Regions from separate parts of the Mus musculus genome. Here all the other regions are linked to region 3. The links are chromatin contacts, called in public HiChIP or PLAC-seq and promoter capture Hi-C maps. All regions are on one chromosome and are shown on one strand. Each heading gives the region's core, a stretch centred on a gene start, on an enhancer-like site or on the middle of the called end of the contact. The rest is flanking DNA. Distances are from core to core; before and after follow the strand shown.

Region 1 (2,700 bases), core at 175-2,674, 2.2 Mb after region 3:
CATAACTAAAGAGATATATGTTAAACTCCCTGCCTGCTTCCTATGCCCATCACTTTGAATTGCCCTTTCCAGAAGGGATCCAGGTTGCTGCCCATTACAGAGAGCCCCTAGAAATGAGATTTCTTCCTAAATGTTCTACCCACCCTCTTCCATCCTCTTCAGCAGAGACCTCAATGTGGCAAGCAGGGAAGGTGGGCTGAAGCAACAAGAAAACTTCCCCAAGGTTGGGTACAAACTCCACCAGGGGGGCTGGACTCACCTTCCCGGCAGAGCCCCATGACTTCGCGGTTTTTCCCAAACTCCTTGAAACTTTCATCCAATTCGGTCCCTAGGAGATATACACACACAGGAGGAGGGGAGAGGCAGGTCAGTGGCTAGGAGTGTGACGCACGCTCACGCACGCTCCGGGTAGGTGTGGGCACCCAGCAGAAGATAGCATCTCTGACCCCCGTGGGGGCGGCCACAGGACACGGCGCGGGGGAGGGGATCGGGGCCAGAGGAGGGGGGCGGGGGGGCGGGGGGAACCAGGAGGCGTGGACACTCACCATCCTTCCCAGGAAGTTTGGAAGCTTCCACCCACAGATTCCACGACTGTCCCAGCATCGCTTCGGGACTGGGCAAGGGCCTGCGCTCCCCAACCGTCGCCATGGCGGCGGCCGAGGTGGTGGTGTCCCCGGTGCCGCCGTCCTCCGCCCGTGGGCGCCGCAGCGGCGGGTGCTGCCGCTGGGGCTGCAGAGGCTGTGGCTGCTGCTGCTGCTGCCGGGCGGCCGCTGCTCCGCCCGCCGCGCGGCGCGGCTCCCCCCTGACGTCATCCGCGGCCCGCTCCGACATTCTTTCCGCTCCTACAATGTAACAAAAAGGGGGAAAAGAGTGGCGCGGGGGCCGCTTTTAAGGAGGCTCCGCGGAGTTCCGGCGGCGTGCGCGGCCCGCAGGCCCGCGGTGCTGTCAGCCCCCGGCCCCTGCCGCCGCCCGCCTCCCCGCCCGGGCGCAAAGTCCGCGGCGCCACCGGCTTTCGCTTTCGCCTCCCGCGGCCCTCGTAGGGCGCCGGCTGCGGCTGCCACTGCGGCGCTGGCCGCCCTGCCGGGCCCGGCTCGGGAGGCCAGCGCCCGGAGCCGAACTGCCGCGACCTCAGGCCTGCCTGCGCCCCGGCCCGCGGCTGCCCACCCTGCGGGCGCTCGCATCCCGGCCCAGCCGGCAGCCCCGCTCCTTCCTTCCGTCCGCGCGTCCGTCCGAGCGGCGGCGCCCGGCCGGCTCCCTTAAGCGGAGGCGCCTCCTGTCGCCTCCTCCCCCTCGCCGGTCCCTCCCTCTCTGCTCGCTCCGGCGAAGTTTGCACGTCAAGCCCCCGGAGTGGAGCCAGGGCGAAGTCGGAAACGCAGCCACCTATGGAAGAGCCTGCCGGTCGGCCCCGGCGCAGTAACGAAAGCGTCGCCCAGGCCCTCCCTCCGGAGCCCCGGGCACCAGCAATTCGCTCTGGGCTCGCGGGAGGCTGCACAGTAGCTGGAGCATGAATGGGAAGCAGCCACTGTGCGGACGCCCAGAAACCAAAGCTGCCAGTGGCAGGTGTGAAAATGCCGCCCAGGTGTTAGCCCAGGCGTCCGCATCGAGCCCCTGCTGCTTGGCCAGCCAGGAACGTGCACTTGAGTGCCCACAACTGAAGGTCACACTGTGTCCTGCGAACTTGAATTTCTTCTCCAGCAAGAAGGAAGCTACAAAATCAGTGTATCACTTTAAAGTTGGGTTGTTAGTCTCTCACTATTTATGGCTGTCTTTCCTAGAATCCGATGAGACCCCCATGGCTTAAGGAATATACCAGACGTTCGTCAGATTTGGATCACAAATTAATAAGCACTAGCACATACAGTCACCCCCTCCCCGACCATCAAACAAGTAAAGCACAGGAGTGGACCACCACAGGGTGCCTTTAGTTCCTATTAAGCTGTTATCTCATTTCAGTAAAGCAGCATCTTTTTAGCCTGCTCAGAGCCTCAGGCTTACAGGTGCCTTCTGGGACTGTATGAAGAGGTGAGCTTTCTCGACTTGCTGCTATTATCTGTTGGCTTTGGGGGGGGGGGCAAATATTTAGTAAGACAGATGTGACCAACATCTCTGTTGAAGTACAAAAAACCTTTCAAATGTTAAAATGAACGCAAAAGTGCATATGAAAATGTTTCCATAATATATTAAAGCCAGGACTTGGAGAAGGGGTTTGACATAGGTGCAAGTTTAAAAGCTTGAGCTGGGTGTGGTATGCACCCAGAGTCCCCAGTGTTTGGGAGGCTGAAGCAAGTGTGCAGCATCGTAATACAGGTGAGACTGAGAAACACAGTAAGAGCTTGTCTTAAATAAATAAAGCAGAAACACAATTTCTGTGAGACACATTTAGAAATGTGTCTATAGGGTCCCCCCCCCCCACTGGATTGCACACCAAGAAATCCAAAAAGGAATCTGCTGAGTGTTTATCAAAGGACAGTTGCTTTTTGAACACTCAGGCTATACACCTACATACAGATTCAACTAACTGAAGTTTGGAATATATTTTCCTTAATTTAAAAACTGAGCCTGGCATGGTGGCACACATCTTTAATCCCAGCACTTGGGAGGCAGAGGCAGGCGGATTTCTGAGTTCAAGGCCAGCCTGGTCTACAGAGTGAGTTCCAGGACATCCAGGGCTATACAGAGAAACCCTGTCTCGAAAAACCC
Region 2 (2,700 bases), core at 101-2,600, 2.0 Mb before region 3:
TCCTTTATAAAAGTTGTCCTGGTCATGGTGTCTCTGCACATCAATGAAACACATTACTACTGAACTACACTCACAGACTTGTAATTTATTCTTCAGCATTATTAAAAAAAAAAAAATCATCCAGGAGGCTCAGCAATTAGAACACTGGCGGCTCTTGCAGAGCCCCCAGGGTTCAGTTCCTAGCACCTACATGGAAGTTTTCAACCACTTCCACCTACCTCAGTGGGCCCCAGGTACAAAGGTGGTCGTGCACAAACATACATCCAAGTAAACACACATAAATAAACACACATAGCCTAAAAATAAACGTTAAAAAATTTTTGAAGACTGTCCTAAAAGAATTCATATCCTTCACTCCATGCTAACTTGCAAGCTCCACCAGATGTGCTTAAAAGAGAAAAAAGTCAGTTACTGCCCCTCCCCCCCCCCCCCCGCACCCCAACCCCACCTCGTCCAGGCTCCACTTGCCAGGACGCTGAGACACTGTACCGCTCAATACCCCTCCACTCCTTCAATGTGTGTCCTTTACACTTGGCATCAAAAGCAATACATAGCATAGTGTTAACGCTTGCTCCCAAGGCTAGAACTTGTATGTTGTCTGAGCTGCATCACCAGCAGCTGAGACTGAGCTCCACGCATATTAAGCAATACATCTGTTGAATTTTTAAATAGGACAGGTGAGGACTCTTAAAATGCTAAAGCTGCCATTTATTCTAAAAGATAAGAAGAGCCACAGATTGATGGAAAAGGTAAACATGATTCCCAAAACCTTTGCCACAAACAAGCGTAGTTTATTAAAACCACACAACTGTATGAAAATAGAAAATTCTGGAACTACAAAAACTCCAATACACCATTACTTCTCAATAAAGAACGCAGTGCAGAATGCCAGCATTTCTTCCTGAAACGGGTCATGGCAAATGAACAATTTGCTATCCTAAAAACGCCTATAAAATCAAGTCCCCGGGCACCTCGGAAAATTCAGAGGGGGACGGGCACCACAGTCCACCCACTAGCCTGGTTCGCGCAAGTCCAAAGTCCCTGGCCGGCCTTAAGGACACGCAAGGTCCACGCGTACCACTTCGCCTACGACCAAGTCACGGCCGTCCTGCGGTCACTGTGCTCCGAGATCACGGAGCGAGGCGCCGGTGGAAACACCAACCTGACACTGCAGGGCAGTGAGACAGCAGCACGCAGGTCACCGCGGTCCGAAGGCGTCCCTCTGGAGCCGGTCCCCGACCTGCTTCCTCCGGCCCCTTGACGTGACGTAAGCAAACTCGCCGCCTCTCACTTTCCGCAGCCTTGGCAGCTCAGGAGCACTGCTGAGAGCTTGGGAGAGCATCCGGAAGCGGCGGGCTGTCCCAGCCTGACTCCGCCCACCAGGTTGGATGTCGGGACTACAAGCCCCAAGAGGCACAGTGCGGCTACAATGCCCCACCGGAAGGAGGGTCGCCGGGGTGGGAGGAGGAGCCACAAAAGGGATTGTGGGAGAAAGCCTTCTTCCTTTCCTCTGGCGGCAGCCATCAGGTAGGGCGGCGGGGTGGTGTTTGTGTGTCTATCCGTCGCGAATCGCGCTAGTCTTCAGCCATCCGACCCCGGCGACCCTACGGCCTCGGAGTTTCTGCCTCGCACGAGCGCCTAGTGAGGATACGGGGTGGAGAGGGTACGAATACGCCGCCGTCCGGGAGGCTTGAGAGACGCAATGGCGGCAGGATCCGAGCTGGGCCGGGGACTGAAGGAGGCGTGGGATGGAAGCGTGGCCTCGGCTTGCCTCTCATCAGGCCGCCCGGGTGGGACGAAGCTCTCCTGGTCTTACTCGCGGTGGCGGTTATAACCCTGCTGCCAGTTCTGGCGGCCTCCGGGAGTATGGAATAGTCAGTCCCGCCCAGCCGGCCCTGCGCCTTGCTGCCTCTGCAGAGCCCTTCTCATTCCCGGTGGACGGTGGGGCTCCAGGAAGGATGGAGAGGCCGTAGTCAATGTCCTTGACAGCGATCGCTCTTTCGATTTGCTTCTTCCTCTCAAAAGGTGAGCCAAGATGGGTGCATACAAGTACATCCAGGAGCTATGGAGGAAGAAGCAGTCCGACGTGATGCGCTTTCTTCTGAGGGTCCGCTGTTGGCAATACCGCCAGCTCTCTGCGCTGCACAGGGCTCCCCGCCCCACCCGGCCTGATAAAGCTCGAAGACTGGGATACAAGGCTAAGCAAGGTGCGTGAGGTCACGATGTGGGTGGTCTATAACACTCCCAGAAAAGTCGGCGGGCCTCAGTTTGGAAGTGCCCCCCCCCCCAAAAAACCTGCCTGATTTAGCTATGCTAAATGTGATATAGGTTACAGATATACTTTAGTCTACATAGTCTATCTTTGTAATTAAAAGGAAGCATTGGAAAGTCTTAACTTAGTCTAACGTATTGGTGGTTGGGTTGTTTTGTTTGTTTGTGTAGGCTATGTCATTTACAGGATTCGTGTCCGCCGTGGTGGTCGTAAACGCCCAGTTCCTAAGGGTGCAACTTACGGCAAGCCTGTCCACCATGGTGTTAACCAGCTGAAATTTGCCCGAAGCCTTCAGTCTGTTGCTGAGGTGAGTTGTTGGGAGTATCGATTGTCTTGACAACCCATTAGGAATGGTGGGCTAGGAAGAAACGGGGAAGCCGGTGGAGTTTCCCTCGGTATAAGGTGGGGATGGAGTTGTTTTGTACTTA
Region 3 (2,700 bases), core at 9-2,508:
ACATGACTTCTCCATGGCTGCATAGACAGAGTTCCCCTTTCAGCTAACCTTCCACAGTCCACATACCCCAATGCCTTTTGAGATCAGAAATTTGTATGTAAAACAAATTGCCAAAAGGTACTGGAGGAAACAGCACAATTTTCACTGCAGGGAGATCATACTAAGCAAATGGTGAGCTACTGGATCAGGAACAAGTTGAATTTTCTTAAACATTTTAGACAGAGTAGACAATAAATCATATCCAGGAGTAATGAGGAAATAGCTAAACTTACCTCAGATTCTTTTCTACATTTGGAAAGCAAGCATACGTGGCAACGATGGCCTGAAGAGGTTATTGCCCACAAGAAAATATATAATCATGACTACAAGATAGCATAGTCTATCCTTTATCTGAAGAAAAAGCAAAGCTCACACGTGGGACAGACTTGAACAGTTAATAGACATCCCCTGGCTGTGTTGCTACTTATCCTACTTATCCATTACAGATTTATCTCTGAGCAAGTAAAACTTTCGTAAGCTCAGGAATTTCCACTTCAGATATTGGGCAATCTTCTGGTCACTTCCTGTCATGAGTCAGCCCTTTTTATTGTTACAGAAGTAGCTGTTTACATCATTTGCTAAAGTAAATAAAGGTAAGGAAAAATGGAGGTAGAGGGGACACCATAAGCACTGCAGATCACTACAGACGTTAGGTTTTGTTATATTTTAAAGACAAAGTCTTCAGGTTGGTAGCCCAGGCTCCCTTTGCACTCTCTCCACAGCTGAGGACAGAGCTCCTGATCCTCTGCCGCCCAGGTGCTGAAATTGAGCGGTACCATTATCTGATCTCTTTGCAAACCTTTAAAAGTTTTGTAACTAACGTCTCCTAACAAATTCTCAACGTCTTTGCACATTTCTAAGTATTCAGCCATAGTATTATTTTATTGTCTACGTGGCATTTAGATGTTTCCCCAAACGACCTCGGTTTCTTGGTGACATTCTGAAGAGTTCTATGAATATTTTCTACAGAGCTACCAGGGAGGCTACAGCTATAGGTCCTCCCCGGAATGTCCTGGGGAAATGACAGCCGCCCTTCTCTGGCAGCACAGGAATATCTAGGCATTATCGCTGTTGACTAGGTGAGGTTTCCCAAGCGATCAAAACAGGCTCTGAGGCTAGAGCGGGGCACTCACAACCCGGAACCCGGAGGAAGCTCTGGCCGGAGCGTCTGACCTCTGACATCAGGCACCGGGCGGAAACGCTGCGCTGCGGATGAGTGCGCATGCGCACTCGGTGGGCGCCCGCAAAGGCTTGTTTCAGGTAGTGACTGCAGTGTGCACCCGGGTTTCAGGGTAGGGGTGGAGGGCGTCGCGTGGCTGTGAATCCCTGAGAGCTCCTAACGCTGAGCTCGGGAAGTTACACCCGGCCTTCCTAATACGGCGGTGCTGGGCTGTGGCGGGACCGCCTGAAAGGTTATCTGCCCTACACGGAAGTAGATAAAGTGCACAAGGCAGAATGGGCCTGAGGCGGCCTCCTGTGCATTAATCTTAGAAATGCCACATGGACTCAGTCCACACTGTACAGTAATCTTCGGTGAGCCTGAAGAAGGATGCCCCCTGTAGGGTGGGTTGGCGTTGTAAAACCCAGTGAGCTAGCTATCAGTTGACAGTCTGAAGGACCTCATAGATTACAAATAAAAGTTAAGTCCAAGCGAGGGTTGCATTTCTCTGTGACCACAGTCACACCTAGGGTGTGTGTAAGATTCTACTGTCGTTTAAATGATGCTTGCTGTCTCTTGTGGTCTATTCCAGGAATGTGTTTCTGATCTTCTGAATTTCAACCATGTTGTCAAAATGCTTGCAACATTTTCTAAAAGCCACAATCTCCCATCCATATCCAGCGTCATATTCTTGGTTAATAAGCAAACACAGATTTTATGGAACTGTGCCAGCAGCCATGTTGCGCAGACGAGTTGTCATCACAGGCATTGGCCTAGTGACACCACTTGGCGTTGGGACTCAACTAGTTTGGGATCGGCTTCTCCGAGGAGAAAGTGGAATTGTTTCTGTGGTTGGTGATGAGTACAAGAATATCCCTTGCAGTGTAGCTGCTTATGTACCAAGAGGTCCACATGAAGGTCAGTTTAATGAAGAAAACTTTGTGTCCAAATCAGATGCCAAGTCCATGTCTTCTTCCACCATCATGGCTGTTGGGGCAGCAGAGTTGGCCCTGAAAGACTCCGGCTGGCATCCGAAACGAGAAGCAGATCAGGTGGCTACTGGCGTTGCCATTGGCATGGGCATGGTTCCTCTTGAAGTTATTTCTGAAACTGCTTTGCTGTTTCAGACCAAAGGTTATAATAAAGTCAGCCCATTCTTTGTCCCTAAGATTCTGATCAATATGGCTGCAGGCCAGGTTAGCATTCGCTACAAACTCAAGGGCCCCAATCACTCAGTGTCCACAGCCTGCACCACAGGTGCACATGCTGTGGGAGACTCCTTTAGATTCATAGCCCATGGTGACGCAGATGTGATGGTGGCTGGGGGCACAGACTCTTGCATTAGTCCATTATCTCTCGCTGGGTTTTCCAGAGCCCGGGCTCTGAGCTCAAACCCAGATCCTAAGCTAGCCTGCCGGCCGTTTCATCCAGAGAGAGATGGTTTTGTCATGGGTGAGGGAGCTGCTGTGCTGGTGCTGGAAGAACATGAGCATGCTGTTCAG
Region 4 (2,700 bases), core at 152-2,651, 2.1 Mb before region 3:
GGATATGCTGTGAGCTTTCTTTATATCATGTGTGTGTGGTAACTGAAGCCACTGTTGCCATGGGAAGCAATGTCAATTTGAATGAGGTAATTTAAAGTGGACCATGGAAATTCGAGTGCTGTTGTCTGCTCAGTACACAAGATCTCTGTGAACTTGGATGGCAGGGGTCTGTTCCCTTCAGGGTAAACGGCAAACTGGTAAGAAACTAAGTCCTAATTTAATGGTGGAATTAAAAAAAATAAATTTCGGTACAGTGCCACACAAGGAACAATTTAGTGGCATTGTTGTGTGATTATCCTAAAAATATTATTTGAATAGCATCATATTGGAGTAAAAAGAAAGTAGGGTGCTTTCTAGAACTTTTTTTCCCCATTACTAAGACTCAGACATATCTAATTTAAGAATTCCAAATCCTGAGGCAGGCGGATTTCTGAGTTCGAGGAGAGCCTGGTCTACAAAGTGAGTTCCAGGACAGCCAGGGCAAGTCCTGTCAAAATCATTGGCTCAAGGTTTATTTTCAGTGATCTTATAATCCCAAGCCCGGTCGTAGTTACCTGTCCCGAACCCCAATTGCATACATTAAAAAAAAAAAAGTCCACATCCTTTTCAATAACAAGTGAAAGGGGAAGGAGGGTGGTATCTAGTATAAAATTGCACATGCCTGGTGTCCTGAACAGAATCCCAGTCTGGGTTTTTTCTCACAGGCGTGACCTCTGCTCCAAGCACGTAATTGCCAGAGGGAGGAACAAGTGTCATCAGCTCAAAGGAAAAACCTGTTAGGGGTCTTTTCCTTTCCTTTCCTTTCCTTTCCTTTCCTTTCCTTTCCTTTCCTTTCCTTTCCTTTCCTTTTTCCTTCTCTTTCCTTTCCTTTTTCCTTCCCTTTCCTTTTTCCTTTCCTTTTCCCCCTTTCCTTTCCTTTCCTTTCCTTTCCTTTCCTTTCGTTTCTCCTTTCCTCTTTTCTTTTCCTTTCCTTTCTCCTTTCCTCTTTTCCTTTCCTTTCTCCTTTTCTCTCCTTTTCTCTCCTCTTCTCTTCTCTTCTCTTCTCTTCTCTTCTCTTCTCTTCTCTTCTCTTCTCTTCTCTTCTCTTCTTTTCTTCCATTCTTTCTTTTCAAACGAATCACTTTTGGGGAGGAGTCAAAGTCCTCGCCAGGAGAGTACCATCTTTTCCCCACACCGGCCCCCTCACTCCCCAGCCTTTTCCCAAAGCCCTCCTGGGAAGAACTTCCCCTGGTCACCCCGGGCTCCACCTGCCCCAGTGGCCCCCAATCCCGCCCGGTTGCCTCGGCTCCGCCCGGCGCGGCGTCCCCAGGCCAAGCCGGGGTCGCTCGGGGCTCCCGGGCCGCGGCCCCCAGGTGCGGCGGGGGAGGGGCGCGGGGCGGGGCGGAGAGGAGGAGTGGCGCGGAGCGTGTGCGGCCGGGGAAGCCATTGCCTGGTTAATAGTTGCTGTTGCTGCACTTCCGCTTCTCTCCCAGTGAGAGCGAGACACGAGTGGCCAGGCCCAGTCGCAGCCGCAGCAGCAGCCGCGGCGGCGGCACGGAGCAGCCAGACACAAAGAGAGGTGCGGGGGCCCCTCAGGGCGGGCGGGCCGCGGGGCCTGGGGCCGCGGGGCCGGGGGACGGGCGGCACCGCCGGGCCGCGGGCAGCAGGGCCGGGCGACCGGGATGGCGTGGCGGGCCCGGGCGGCGGGGGCCGCGCGAACTGTCAGAGCGGCCCGGTCCCCGCGGGGACCCGCCCGCCCGGGGCGCATTGTGCGCGTCGGCCTGCGAGCGCAGCCCCGCGTGGCCCGGCCTGGCCAGGAGCCGTGTCCCCGCGGCCCACGCGGCCCACGCTCGGCTTGCTCACCCACTCTCGCTGCTCGGCTCGTCCCGACCTCGCCAAACTCGAGCGGACGCCGGGAGGCCTGGGGGACCGCGGCGGCGGCTCCCGGCCCTCCCCGGGCCGCCCCCGCGCGATCGTGGCCCCCGTGTCTCTTCGGCCGGTGCGGCGGTGGGCCCCGAGCCTCTGCAGGCAGCGGGGGCGGCCCGGCCCGCGCCCTCCTGACAGCGGAGTTCCTTCCCTCTTTGCAGCGCCTGCATGGTCTGTGTTTCTGTTTTGTTTCCTCCCCCTGCAGGGGCCGTTCGCGGGGTGGGGTGGGGGGTTCGCTATGTCGGATGACGATTCGAGGGCCAGCACCAGCTCCTCGTCATCTTCGTCCTCCAACCAGCAGACCGAGAAAGAAGGCAGCACCCCCAAGAAGAAGGAGAGTAAAGTCAGCATGAGCAAAAATTCGAAGCTTCTCTCCACCAGCGCTAAGAGGTATCCCACTCCTTTCTCCACAGGCATCCGAGCTTCCCAGTGGCCTCGTGCTGCATGTCAGGGAGGGAGGCTTCAACGACGTTCTCGTGAGTTCTCAGGCAGGAAAATGGGGCATGGGAGTCCCACCTGTTTTCTCTACTGCTCGCTGCTTCTGGTTTTGTTAGTGCCCTCGTCCATATGCAGGAGTTGTGGTTGGCCTCGTCCGTTTCTTGTTGAAGTTTCAAGAATCCTCATTACTTTTATGAGTGACTCCCAATGTGATTTCAGAGTCTTCATCCTAGTAATCACGAATCTCTGACTTCCCGGAGGCTGTCATCATACTTCATTATTAAGAGTACCTTCCTGGGCAACTCTGTTAAAACTAGTTCTGACCATCTTTCTTCCTCTTCACCTGTTGCAGGGGTG
Region 5 (2,700 bases), core at 9-2,508, 2.3 Mb after region 3:
CTGCCTTTGTGACAAAAGTAGATACTGTATTTGACCCATACATAGTTCTGCCTAGAGGTTAAAAACCACCTCCCTTGAATGATCCCAAGTCTTCCGCTAGAAAGAACTGAGGGAACACAGGGCCGATGCATGGATCCCACTTAAGAAATCTCAACAACCAAAAAATGACCCCACACCATTGCCTTATGCAGGATCTGAAGGTTCAAGGGATTGGGATCATGAAAACTGATAAACAAAAACCTGGGTTATAAAGTCAAACTCTACCCTGTTGGAGGTCAAATCAACTCTCAACAGGAACATGGTTCCACTAGGAGAACATTCCTCAATGTTGAATCAAAATGATTTTTTGTTTTGTTTTGTTTTGTTTTGTTTTTTTGTTTTGTTTTGTTTTGTTTTTTGTTTTTCGAGACAGGGTTTCTCTGTGTAGCCCTGGCTGTCCTGGAACTCACTTTGTAGACCAGACTGGCCTCGACTGCCTGCCTCTGCCTTCCAAGTGCTGGGACTAAAGGCGAGCGCATTCACTGCCCGACTCCCCCCCCCCCCCCGGGAGGGGGGTGGTTTATTTCATTTTTCAGAAGAGATGACACTATAACCTGCAGTGTGTTCTAGAAATGTGTACTCCGCACCCCCAAGTAATGTGTTTGCAATGAGCAGCACCCCCACCCCCAACACCTACTTTCAACTTCCCTTTAAGAAGCAGTTTTTGAAAAGCAAAGTTAGTATGAAAATGAAGGCACCCCATCTGGATTCCAGCAGCGAGGGAGAACTGGATGAGAGGTGAGAACCGGAGGGACCTGAGCCCTGGGTCCTGAGTGACGCTCCCCAGACAGGTGACCAAGTTTCTTTCCCCCGCTTCGCCAGCACCCGCCAGAGCTCAGGAAGGGAGGATGGCTTGCCGCGCCCGCCTCAAGAATACGGGTTCGAGACCCACGGCGGCAGTGGCCGCGCCCCCGTCCCACCGGAGCGCACGGTCGGGGCAGCCCGGGACAGAGGTCACCTGGAGCGTCAGGCGCGGAGCCCCGCGAGCGCGCGCAGCCCGAAGCTCACCTGGCGGCTGGCCGCGGCCTCCAGGGCGGCCTGTGGGCGCGGGCAGGGCGGGACGGCGGTGTCCCCGGGCCCAGCCGCCGCCGCCCGCCCTCCCGCCGCCCGTCTCGCCCTTCACCCGCCGGCCGCTCCGCGCCCCAGGAGAGCGGCGAGCGCGGGTCCGCGGCGGCGCGGCGCGCGCGCCGGCGCGACTCAAAAGTCGGAGAGGGCGGCGGGCGCCGCCGCCTCCTCCTCCATGACTGTTTACCCGGCTGCATTGTGGGAGTTTGACCTTCGCCGCCAACCGCCGCCTCAGCTCGGCCGCCGCCGCCGCCGCGCACGCCATGGGAGCCGTGACTGACGGTGAGGCCTCGGCGGGTGCGGGGACGCGGGGCAGCGCCGGGATCCGGGCCGTCTGGGGTGGGGGGCTCCCGGGGCGGTGCGCGGCGGGGAGAGGCGCAGGGCGGCTCGCTCGGCCCGGGCGATGCAGTGCCCCGAGGGGGCCGCCTGGGGGGCTTCCCGGGCCGGGCTGGGTCGGGCCCACGGGCAGCGCGGCGGGCCCCAGGGAGCGCAGGAGCTCGGAGGGCGGTGGAGTGAGGACCCCGAGCTGGGGACGGCGGCTAAGAGGAACAGGGGTGTCTGGAGGGCCGGTCGGGAAGTGTATCTGGGCGACTTACAAGGTAAGGCGCCAGCATGGGAAGAGGCCGGCGGCTTGGACCGCGGCAACAAAAGGAAGGCATGTTGGAGCGGGTGAGTTGTTGGCCTGAGTGGATTAGGAGTGATGGATGGTGGACAGTAGATGTCTGTGGGCTGAGAGCAGAAATAAGAGCGCGTTTGGGAGAAGGATGGACTGACACGATAGGCAACTGGAGCAGGAACTGAGAAGGTACCCGCTTTGGTAGAAAGGTTCCGGTGGCTTGATGTTGTTTGATGGGCTGATCAATAGCTATGGATCCCAGTGGAGAAACAGGGGACTTCCAGAAATGAACAACGATCGGCCCAAATTTGAGGACGGGCCGAGGAAATACCGATGTGGGTATAAATAAAGGCCTCGGAACTTGGTAGGGGGGATTTTAACCTTGGTTTTGTTTTTTTTTAATTCGAGTTTAATTTATTCAGGAAGTACTTAGCTTACTTCTAGGCAATACTTTACTGAACACGTTTGATACCCAGAAGCAGCAGGTAAAGGTGTTTCCTCTTATACGTCTGCAGTGGCTGTAAACATTAAAAATTGGTAGGGTGGCTGTGTGTGTGTGTGTGTGTGTGTGTGTGCGCGCGCGCGCGCCTGCCTGCCTCTCTTTGAGCTGTCTCTGCCTCCCTCCCTCCCCCAGGCAGGCCACCCTACTAGAGTGGCAGTCAGAGGACACTTGCTGAAGTCACTTCTTCACTTCCACCAGATGGGTCCTGGGAATTGAACTGAGGTGGTCTTTCTACTGGTGATTAGAAAACTTGACAAATTTGCTTTCCCCCTTCCTTTGAAGGGTAAATAGGTGTTTTAAAACTGGAATTACAAGTGACCAACCACTTGCCAAAATGATGAAAGAAATTCAAGATGGCATATAGAACTTAGAAAACTTTACACCATGAAATTTCCAAGATCAGGAAAAGCCAGTGAAAGGGTTTTTGTTGTTATTTGGTTTGGTTTTGAGACAAGGTCTTGCCAGGCAGTGGTGGTGC

What was found. HiChIP or PLAC-seq counts read pairs in DNA pulled down with a chosen protein or histone mark. Capture Hi-C pulls out chosen DNA fragments and counts their contacts.
Region 1: a contact with region 3 is called in a promoter capture Hi-C map of adipose tissue, with 3 times the contacts expected there. The contact joins the promoter of Atxn7 here to the promoter of Oxsm in region 3. A contact is called at or near these places in 3 of 39 promoter capture datasets (the C10 cell line, cranial neural crest and pre-B cells), 2 of 484 Hi-C or Micro-C datasets (muscle stem cells and pre-B cells), 6 of 115 datasets of contacts at active chromatin or transcription factors (acute myeloid leukemia, astrocytes, bone marrow-derived dendritic cells and 3 more) and 2 of 9 other capture datasets (adipose tissue and liver).
Region 2: a contact with region 3 is called in an H3K27ac HiChIP or PLAC-seq map of trophoblast stem cells, with 6 times the contacts expected there. The contact joins the promoter of Nkiras1 here to the promoter of Oxsm in region 3. A contact is called at or near these places in 3 of 39 promoter capture datasets (cranial neural crest, liver and pre-B cells), 2 of 484 Hi-C or Micro-C datasets (myeloid progenitors and uterus), 9 of 115 datasets of contacts at active chromatin or transcription factors (astrocytes, bone marrow-derived dendritic cells, cardiomyocytes and 6 more) and 3 of 9 other capture datasets (adipose tissue, liver and macrophages).
Region 4: a contact with region 3 is called in a promoter capture Hi-C map of adipose tissue, with 2.7 times the contacts expected there. The contact joins the promoter of Ube2e1 here to the promoter of Oxsm in region 3. A contact is called at or near these places in 3 of 115 datasets of contacts at active chromatin or transcription factors (astrocytes, embryonic stem cells and large pre-B cells) and 2 of 9 other capture datasets (adipose tissue and macrophages).
Region 5: a contact with region 3 is called in an H3K27ac HiChIP or PLAC-seq map of bone marrow-derived dendritic cells, with 11 times the contacts expected there. The contact joins the promoter of Thoc7 here to the promoter of Oxsm in region 3. A contact is called at or near these places in 6 of 39 promoter capture datasets (the 3T3-L1 cell line, the C10 cell line, erythroid cells and 3 more), 1 of 484 Hi-C or Micro-C datasets (muscle stem cells), 3 of 115 datasets of contacts at active chromatin or transcription factors (acute myeloid leukemia, bone marrow-derived dendritic cells and large pre-B cells) and 1 of 9 other capture datasets (adipose tissue).

What each region holds. Positions count from the first base shown.
Region 1 is chr14:14,011,215-14,013,914 of GRCm38.p6, reverse strand. Atxn7 (ataxin 7) reads right to left here and starts at 1,424. Exons shown (of 12, transcript NM_139227.4): 1 at 1,165-1,424; 2 at 546-842; 3 at 260-328. The coding sequence starts at 831.
Region 2 is chr14:18,269,786-18,272,485 of GRCm38.p6, reverse strand. It overlaps Nkiras1 (NFKB inhibitor interacting Ras-like protein 1), which reads right to left and starts at 1,350. Exons shown (of 4, transcript NM_023526.4): 1 at 1,163-1,350. Rpl15 (ribosomal protein L15) reads left to right here and starts at 1,500. Exons shown (of 4, transcript NM_025586.3): 1 at 1,500-1,527; 2 at 2,026-2,207; 3 at 2,443-2,579. The coding sequence starts at 2,036.
Region 3 is chr14:16,241,889-16,244,588 of GRCm38.p6, reverse strand. Oxsm (3-oxoacyl-ACP synthase, mitochondrial) reads left to right here and starts at 1,258. Exons shown (of 3, transcript NM_001359883.1): 1 at 1,258-1,299; 2 at 1,791-2,700. The coding sequence starts at 1,822.
Region 4 is chr14:18,330,545-18,333,244 of GRCm38.p6, reverse strand. Ube2e1 (ubiquitin-conjugating enzyme E2E 1) reads left to right here and starts at 1,401. Exons shown (of 6, transcript NM_009455.3): 1 at 1,401-1,558; 2 at 2,111-2,295. The coding sequence starts at 2,144.
Region 5 is chr14:13,959,871-13,962,570 of GRCm38.p6, reverse strand. Thoc7 (THO complex 7) reads left to right here and starts at 1,258. Exons shown (of 8, transcript NM_025435.3): 1 at 1,258-1,386. The coding sequence starts at 1,368. It also overlaps a transcript of Atxn7 not described here.